Linked DNA regions of Rattus norvegicus: region 1 is linked to region 2. The links are chromatin contacts, called in public Hi-C maps. All regions are on one chromosome and are shown on one strand. The core of a region is the stretch at or near the end of the contact, and the rest is flanking DNA. Distances in the headings are between cores, read along the strand shown.

Evidence for each region. A called contact is a pair of places that touch in the nucleus more often than the background predicts.
Region 1: a contact with region 2 is called in a Hi-C map of Schwann cells, with 8 times the contacts expected there. The contact joins the promoter of Alkbh4 here to the enhancer-like site in region 2. A contact is called at or near these places in 7 of 12 Hi-C or Micro-C datasets (the A7r5 cell line, Schwann cells, frontal cortex and 4 more).

The regions. Positions count from the first base shown.
Region 1 is chr12:26,165,062-26,169,260 of GRCr8, reverse strand. It overlaps Alkbh4 (alkB homolog 4, lysine demethylase), which reads left to right and starts at 2,701. Exons shown (of 3, transcript NM_001105920.1): 1 at 2,701-2,842. The coding sequence starts at 2,723. Lrwd1 (leucine-rich repeats and WD repeat domain containing 1) reads right to left here and starts at 2,613. Exons shown (of 15, transcript NM_001013981.2): 1 at 2,415-2,613; 2 at 926-1,160; 3 at 392-508. The coding sequence starts at 2,494.
Region 2 is chr12:26,117,109-26,121,134 of GRCr8, reverse strand. The region is part of intron 5 of Prkrip1 (PRKR interacting protein 1); the gene reads right to left. Among named protein-coding and RNA genes, the nearest start is that of Prkrip1, 12 kb to the right of the region's middle. Within about 2 kb of position 1,469, at least 6 of the 93 cell types and tissues checked have an H3K27ac peak or open chromatin away from gene starts, as enhancers often do.

The DNA of each region.
Region 1 (4,199 bases), core at 1,452-3,951, 47 kb before region 2:
TTCTGTGGGCAAGACCTCTTATTTTGCTACCAGCCTAAACTGAAGTCACGTGACTTGAAACCAGTTTGGTTCAACTGGGCATGGTGGTGATGACAAACTTGGGAGACTGAGGCAGAGGAATCCTGGGACATCTGGGCTACATAAGCAAGACCCTGTGTCCAAAAAAATAGCTCACTGCAGAGTCTAGCCTCCCTGGTGTCCTGCTGTGCTTGCTGGAGACCTTCGAGACAGGGTCTCCAAACAGGAAGAAAAAAAAAACCAGACTCAACACTTCAGACTTGAGGCTGTCTGGGCCAGGATCTCTGTCACACACCTCCAAAAATCTACTTCTGTCCCCCTCAATACCCAACTGATATGACCAAGGACCCTACCCCCACCTCATCATCCTTACCCTGTTGGTCAGCTCCCGATCTAGGCTCTCTACCTGTGAGCAGGTGGAGGCCGTGTCCTTGCCATTGACCTTACGCAGCTTGGGCAGGAGAAAGGAGACTTTGAGGTTGTCACTGACCTAACAGAAGGAGAGAAGGGAAAGCCAGGAGTAATGACCAATGCCATTAATCTCAACGTTCGGAAGTTTGATGCTGGTCTAGGTTACAAAGCAAGATTCTTTGCCTCAAACAAACAAAACAACAAAAACCCAAATGGGGTGGGCATGTTGCTCAGACTGCTTTGCCTAGCAAGCGCGAGGCCCCAAGTCTGATTCCTAGCATTGCATAAACCGTGCCTTGGTGGAACATGGTCAAAACTCAGGAGGCAGGAGGATCAGGAGCTCCAGGCTATTCATGGATCCACAGTTAATTTGAAACCAGCTTGTGCTACATGAGACCCTGTCTCGAAACCAAATAAAAGAAAGAGTGAAGTCTGTGTCTGCCTCACAGAATCCTGGTCCTAAGCATCCTGCTGATAGAACCCTCCCTCCTCTCACCGTCAGGAAAGGGTTGCCTTCCAGACTGAGCTCCTCAAGTTCCGGGAACTGGTGCAAGGTGGTGACGTCCCCTAGCTGGTTGTTGGTACAGCGAAGGATTCGCAGATGGGACAGGCCTAGGTTAGCAGGCAATGTTTCCAGCAAGTTGTTAGAGAGGTCAAGTTCCTTCAGCTTCTTCAGGCGTCCCAGGAGATTGGGATCCAAGTGTTCTGAGAGCAGCTCCAGCCCTGACAGACTGGGATGAGAGCAGAGATCGAGAGAGCTCAGGGGGAGGGCCAGACCCTCCCACTGATCATCACCCCTTCTGTCCCAGAGGAATTTCCACCAAGAAAGTTCTTGTGCAAGTATGGGCTTATTTATTTATTTTTTTCAGACTTGGCTATCCTGAACTATGTAGACTAGGCTGGCCTCAAAACGTTCATTGTGTAGTCCAGGAAAGCCTTGAACTTAGTCTCCTGCCTCTACCCACGTGCTAGAAGGACAGGCATGTGCCACCCCTTGGGAGCCGTTCAGGCGTTGGTAGGGATGGAACCCTTTGGACACTCAGGCTTTGTGCATGTCTAGTAAGCAATGTACCACTGAACTGTGCTAACAATTCTAGCCTTCTCGCTTTCTAAATTACGTTTCTATTTACTATAGAGTGTCTGTGTCTCTCTCTCTCTCTCTCTCTCTGTGTGTGTGTGTGTGTGTGTGTGTGTGTGTGTGTGTGTGTGTGTGAATGGGCACAGTCTAAAGTGTGAGTAAGTAGGTCAGGTTTCCAGTGGGGTTCTCTCTTTCCACTGTCTGGGTCCAAGGGACTGAACTCAGGCTTGGTGACAGGCACCTTTACTTGCTGGATCATTTCTGTGGCCCGCCTTCCCTCCCTTAAAGAATCCTTTATTGCTGGGCATGGTGGTACAAGCCTTTAATCCCAGCACTTAAGAGGCAGAGGCAGGGGAATCGCTGTGAGTTCGAGGCCAGCCTGGTCTTCAAAGCCAGTTTCAGGACAACCAGGGCTTTTACACAGACAAATCCTGTCTCGAAATTTTAAAAAGAAGAGTTTTTTTTTTTTTTTCCTTTTGAGACAGGGTCTCATACCACAGCCCAGGCTAGCTGCCAACGCATGACGTTAGTCTTGCGCCCGGCCGTCGAATACCAGATCACATAACGACTTTAGAACCCGAGGTTTCCAAGTTCCTTGATTGCTTTTACTCGGTCCTGCTGGCCCCTTCCGAGCAGGATTCTTCAACAGCTCAACAATCTTTCCACTCTACGCAAGGCTAAAGGCGTTCGCTCCAGGTTCACTGGACGCCGGGATGTGGCTGCTAATCTCCCGCATCTCCGTTAGGCGCGAGATAGAGATTCGACTAGGGCCCGAACCCCAGATAACAGAATAACCGGGACAGAAGGAGGGGAGAGAGGAGTCTGAGTCTTGCATTCCGCCCACTAAACCACCGGGGCGGGAAAGAACTCCACGCCTCCGATCCGCTTCAACCCCGTCTGCTCTTACTTCAGACTCTGAATCTTCCCCAGCCTGTCGGTCTTGGGTCGCCCACGTTGCAGGAGCAGCTGCGGCGTGAGAGGAGCCATGGGTGGTCGAGGGCTCAACCGAACCCACGCCTCCACGAAGTCTGGTCACTAAGGCCGGATGCTGGGGAGCCCAGGAGGTGGCGCACAACAAACCCTTTGAGAGTCCAGGGGACCGGAAGGAAGCAGAACGCCAGCCGTACTCCCTAACCCCTGCTTCTGCGTGCGAGGACTACAACTCCCAGAGGCCCCGGTGCCTTGCGCCTGCGCCCTAGCTGCTCCGAGGGTGCAATGGCGGCTGTAGCGGCTGAAGTTTCTCATTTGCAGGAGTGCGGCTGTAAAGGTATCCGGACCTGTCTCATCTGCGAGAGACGACTCCAGAGGGACCCGCCCTGGCAGATCTCCCTTCAGGTACGAACTGGGAAAAGTCATACCCAGGAAATCTATTCATCTTAATGGGAAACTGAGGCCAAGGGATCAAAACCTCGCGGTAAAGGAGTTGGTTGAAGCGCTTATTATGTTCAATATTCACAAAACCCAAAAGGTGGAGGCTTCCCAAGTGTCATCAACTGATGGAGGGAAGGGCGGGGAAATGCTGATGCACGACGAGATCCCTGCATTTGAAAGGCCGAGAGGCAGGAAAGTCAGAAGTTGAAGCCAACCTCAGCCACACAGCAGGTTTAAGAGTTGCCTTGGAAGTAGGGAAGCAGCCGTAACACATCACCTCTATGACTTTGCTGGGGGGCAGTAGCAAATAACTTGGAGTTAATACCTGGAAGTCTTTGTGCTTCGGGAGCACAAAGGAGTCCGCATGGAAATGGTAGGGATTGGCTGTTTGTATTGGAAATTCTGATGAAAGCCAGAGAAGAAAGACAGGCAGGGAGTGAGCGACTTAAGACAGCACAGACTTTGGTTTGGGGGAAATTTTTTTTCGGGGGAAAACAAACCTATAAGAATCAGCTTTACAGCCGGCTAGTGGTGATGCATCCAGAGGCAGGCGGATCTCTGTGAGTTCCAGGCCTGCCTGATCTACATAGGGAGTTCCAGGAAAGCCGGTCTTGAAAAACAAAAACAAATCTGTCTTACAAGGTAGTAATAGGGTCAGGAGATGGGTAGGCCGGGAAGGATGTTAAAATGTTTTCCTTTTAGCCCTCTGTTGACCTTGGCTAACACCTTCCACGGAAATGGGCAATGAATGAATAAAAAGTAACCATTTGAATGGCTCTGGCAGCCCTGTAGCAAGTTGCTGGGGTGCATAGCCAGGGGAATGCTTGAGTAGAGGCCTGGGATAGGGGCTGTGCGTGACTGAGAGGTGACACTTAAGAGATCAAAGGGGCCTGAGCACAGAAGGCCTGGTGCATTTGCTGCACAGGTATTAGAAGGACGCATGGTGGGGTTGGGGATTTAGCTCAGTGGTAGAGCACTTGCTAGGCCCTGGGTTCGGTCCCCAGCTCTGGAAGAAAAAAAAAGAAAGAAGGACACATGGTGGGGGAAGCTGGGAAGCCAGTGGGGCGTCTCTCTGTTGGCACTAAAATGCCCAACATCTTGTGGAAAATGATGTGAGGTGCCTCACCAGTAGACTGGGCACATGATCCGGTATGTTCCTGGGTCTATATGCAAAAGAAAGTTTTTTGTTGTAGTTGTTTTCTTTAGTTGGAGGCCCAAGAACCGCCCCCTACCCATATGCTAAGATTGCAAACATGTCACCACGTCTGGATCGTAGCAGCATTCAGAGTGACCAAACACCCAAGTGTTTATTATATCAGCT
Region 2 (4,026 bases), core at 220-2,719:
TTTTGGAGGAGGGTGTTTTGGCATTGGGGATTTGAGACAAGATCTACTAACAGTCTATACTCTCCTCAAACTCCGGGCAAGTCCCCAGTGCTGGAATCACAGTACCAAACTTGCTCTGATATTTACTTTTTAATTATTTCCTTCCACAACTTTTTAAATATTGATTTCTCTACTGTGCATGTGTGTGTGCCAAAGCACACGTGGAAACCAGGAGTCAGTTCTCTCCTACTCTGTGGGTCCTGGGTACTGAACTTGGTCCTCAGGCTTGGTGGCAAGTCATTTACCCACCGAGTCATCTGTCTCACCAGCCCCACCTTTCAATACTCTCTACTATTTAGTTCACACAGTTTAGTTCACACTTTAAATCCAGGACTCAAAGATTTATTATATATATAATATTTATTTATTTTTGTGTTTGTGTAGGCATGTATGTTATGATACATGTGTAGGGGTCAGAGAGCAAACTGAGGGGGTCCTTTCCTTCTTCCGTGGGGGCCTGAGGATTGAACTTCGGTCCACAGGCTTGTGGGTGAGCACCCTTACCTGCTGAGCCAGTGGGGCCCATTGGGAAACTTTACTCAACCTACAGACATACCAGTTGAGTGCAACTGAAGATGACAGGGTTTTTGTTTTTGCCCAGCTTGAATGGACAAGCAACAAACAAAACAAAATACCCTCTGCCCCAAAGCAGAGCAAAACAAAAGCCCCCTAGTACTGTGGAACTGCTGCAAGGTCACGGGAAACAGCCTGTGGTACAAGCTCGGCAGTGAATTCAACAGTTCTGTGCCAACGAAAACAGGGCACATGCGTGAGAAACTGAAAGCAAAACCCAGCAATCGTTAGCTGTTGTTCTTAGTAAGGGTTACAGGTGACTACCATTCTGCACACCTCTTCAACGTCTTCTAAGATTCGCAAACTGGGAAGACAATGGCTTTGTGATCAGAGGACAAAGAACATGACTTTCCAGTTCACTACACTTAAGCCTGTGGCTCTGAACGTTGGCCTAAAGCACACACTAGGAGCCACCCAGACAGACTGCCTCTAGGGAACATATCTAACTCAAAGGGAATCCTATGTCCTATTGATTAGGGGACATCTGGCAGTGCCAGGAGACACCTTTAACGCAATAGTCAGAGGAGATGGCTGCTTCTGATGTACTAGGCAGCAGCGGCTGAGCCCTCCTGACAAAGAGAACCCGAGCCCAAGGCATAGCCAGCACTGAGTCTGCAGAGCTCTAGTTGTGTCCAGTGACAGAGAGCCTTTAAATCACCCCAGAGTCCCTTGGGAGGCAGCTGTGTTAGCGAAGTGAAACTGTGGTTCAGACACATCACTGGGATGCTCATTGCCAACCAGGTGCTGTCATTCAAACACGTGTTCCACACTGCAGGGTGCTGAGTTACTACAGAGCACAGCTGCCCTTCCTGCCCTGCTCCCAACCCCTTTTTAAGAAGAATCAGAGAGCTTCAGAGGGGTGACTGCCAACCCAGCAGGAGTTCTGTGGTGTGCTGAGGCCACCTTGTGGTACACTCGGGCAGCACTACATTAACTTCTATTCACTTCAACCAGGCAACTAGAAAATCTTACTCTCTCACAAAATAAAAATAAGGACATAATCAGAAAGGTGGGAAGACAGGCAAGTAAGCCACTGCGGAAGATCTGTGGACTCATTTCCACTCTGTTCACCAATAAAGAGTGCACACAACGAGGCATTTCTTGATATGCACAGGTGGTCCATGCTTGGTGCCAATGACGCCATTTATTCAATGCAGTTCAGAGGATAACCTTAAACTTCTCACCCTCTTGCTTCCTGAGTGCTGAGACCAGAGATACCCATGACCAGGGACCAGTTTTTATGCAGTGCTGGGGATGGAAGCCAGGCTCCTTGTACGTTAGGTAAGCACTCTACAACTGAGCTACATCCCCAGGCCAAACATTTGAAGCAAGGGTTTTTTCCCCCAAGACAGGGTTTCTCTATGTAGCCCCGGCTATCCTGGAACTTGCTCTGTAGAGCAGGCTGGCCTGAACTTAGACCTGCCTGCCTCTGCCTCCCCAGTGCTGGGATTAATGGGGTGCTCAGACAGCTGGAACACAAGTGGGGTTCCCCTCTTCGGCTTCTATTTTAACAGGGTCTCACAGTAGTCCATGCTGGCCTTGAGGCATACCTAGCCTCCAACCTGTTTCAAGCAGCCCTGATGCAGTGCAGAGGCCGAAGGAGTATAAAAGGTGGAAGGCACGAACCAACTCCTGAACGCTGTGCCCTGACTTTCATGTGTGAGTGAAAACACCCATACCAGAATGAACAGACAACGAAGGAGTCCTGTGCTGCATGTTCAACGCCCACTGGGGTCAGAGCAACAACAATGAACCTCTTATGTTCCTGCCACTGCACAGCTCTGCCAGAAGGACAGACGTTAGTATGCATGCTCCGTGACATAGGTGCAGCTGTAACCCTGAGGTGTGCCTCATCCTCGTCACTGCACTCAAAAGAACTAACCTAGATTGGTCACCAGGTGGCACTCGAGTCATACCTGGAGAGCGCGACAAATACTCTGGGTGACTTGGAGGCAGAACCACAACACACAGGAAGGCCAGAACCTGTTCACTGAACACAGCCAAGTTAATGACCCACTAGAAATAGAAACAAGACCATAGCCTCGAGAGATGTCATTCAGAAAACCTAGTGTGCAGGATACACTGAAAAATAACCCGGCTTCTGAAGACCCAGAAAGCTCAACTGAACAAGGCAAGGCCTGGGGAGAGGAGGGCCCAAGGCTGACACACCAGGGGCCAAGGCCGAGACACACAAGGCAAGGGAACTAAGCAGCTGTGATTGGTGGTTTTTTCATGACATACGTCAGGGTCACCTGTGAAGACGCCTCCATCAGACTTGCCTGTGGGATCTGGAAGGGCAGACCTTACTTGGGTGGCAGTCTTTCTACACAGTCCTGGGTGTAAGAAAGCAAGCCAAGCGAGCATGGAAAGCAAGTCAGCAAGAAGCCGCCTCTGGGACCTCCACATTGGTTCCCTGCTTGAGCTCCAACTCTGGGCCCTTCATGCTAGTGTACAACTGTGGGCTGAAAAACCCAAGTTGTTTGGGCATGCTGTTTTATCACCGTTACAGAAAGCAAAGGGAGACAGCATCTATCTGGCTTAAAAATTTTAAGACTGTAAGAGTAGCCAAGTCTTGAAATGAAAGTAGTCAGGCATGGTGAGGCTGCTATAATCTGAGCACACAGACGGATCTCTGTGAGCGCCAAGCCAGCCTGCGGTAGAATGATTCCAGGAAAGCCAGGGAGGGCTACACAGACAGACCCCGTCTCAAAAGTAACATAACAGAAACAAAAAATATTTTTAAAATGGATGGGAAGGTAGAAACTGCAGCAAAGAAATGGGAAGCAGATATTAGAATCTAATGGGAGCTTTGAAGTTCCCTGTAAATCATGTCACTGAGACAAAATTCACAAGGGAGGAGCCGCCACAAATGGAAACATCATGGGGGAAGAGATAGTCTGTGGTTAGACAATTAGGAACTGCAAATGAACAGAAACAATTTTTTTCCACCCAATTTGCCAAAATATATGCAAGAGTGAAGAAACGTCTCCGGAGAGACACTCCTACGTCCTGTCTAAGGTGGAGAGACACTGAGTGGGCTGTGAGAGCGGCCTGTGTTCGGGAGTCCATAGAGCAGCAGCATGAAGTCTACGAAGGGCACGGAGCTAGAAATACACAAGCGTGCAGGTCTGTAATCACACACTTGGAAGGTAGGGGTAGGAGGGTCAGGAGTGCAAGGCCAGCCTGGGCTACCTGAGACTACATCAAGCAAAACAAAACAACAAATAATAAAACACAAATAAAATCACAATAGATAGGGCTGGTAAGATGGCTCAGTGGGTGAAGGCTCTTGCTGTCACGCCTGACCTGACTTTGATCCTTAAAACTCACACAGAGTAGAAGGCAAGGCCCAACACCTGCTCTTAGAAGGTGGAGTGGAAAGTTCAGAATCAACTTTCGCCACATAGTGAGACC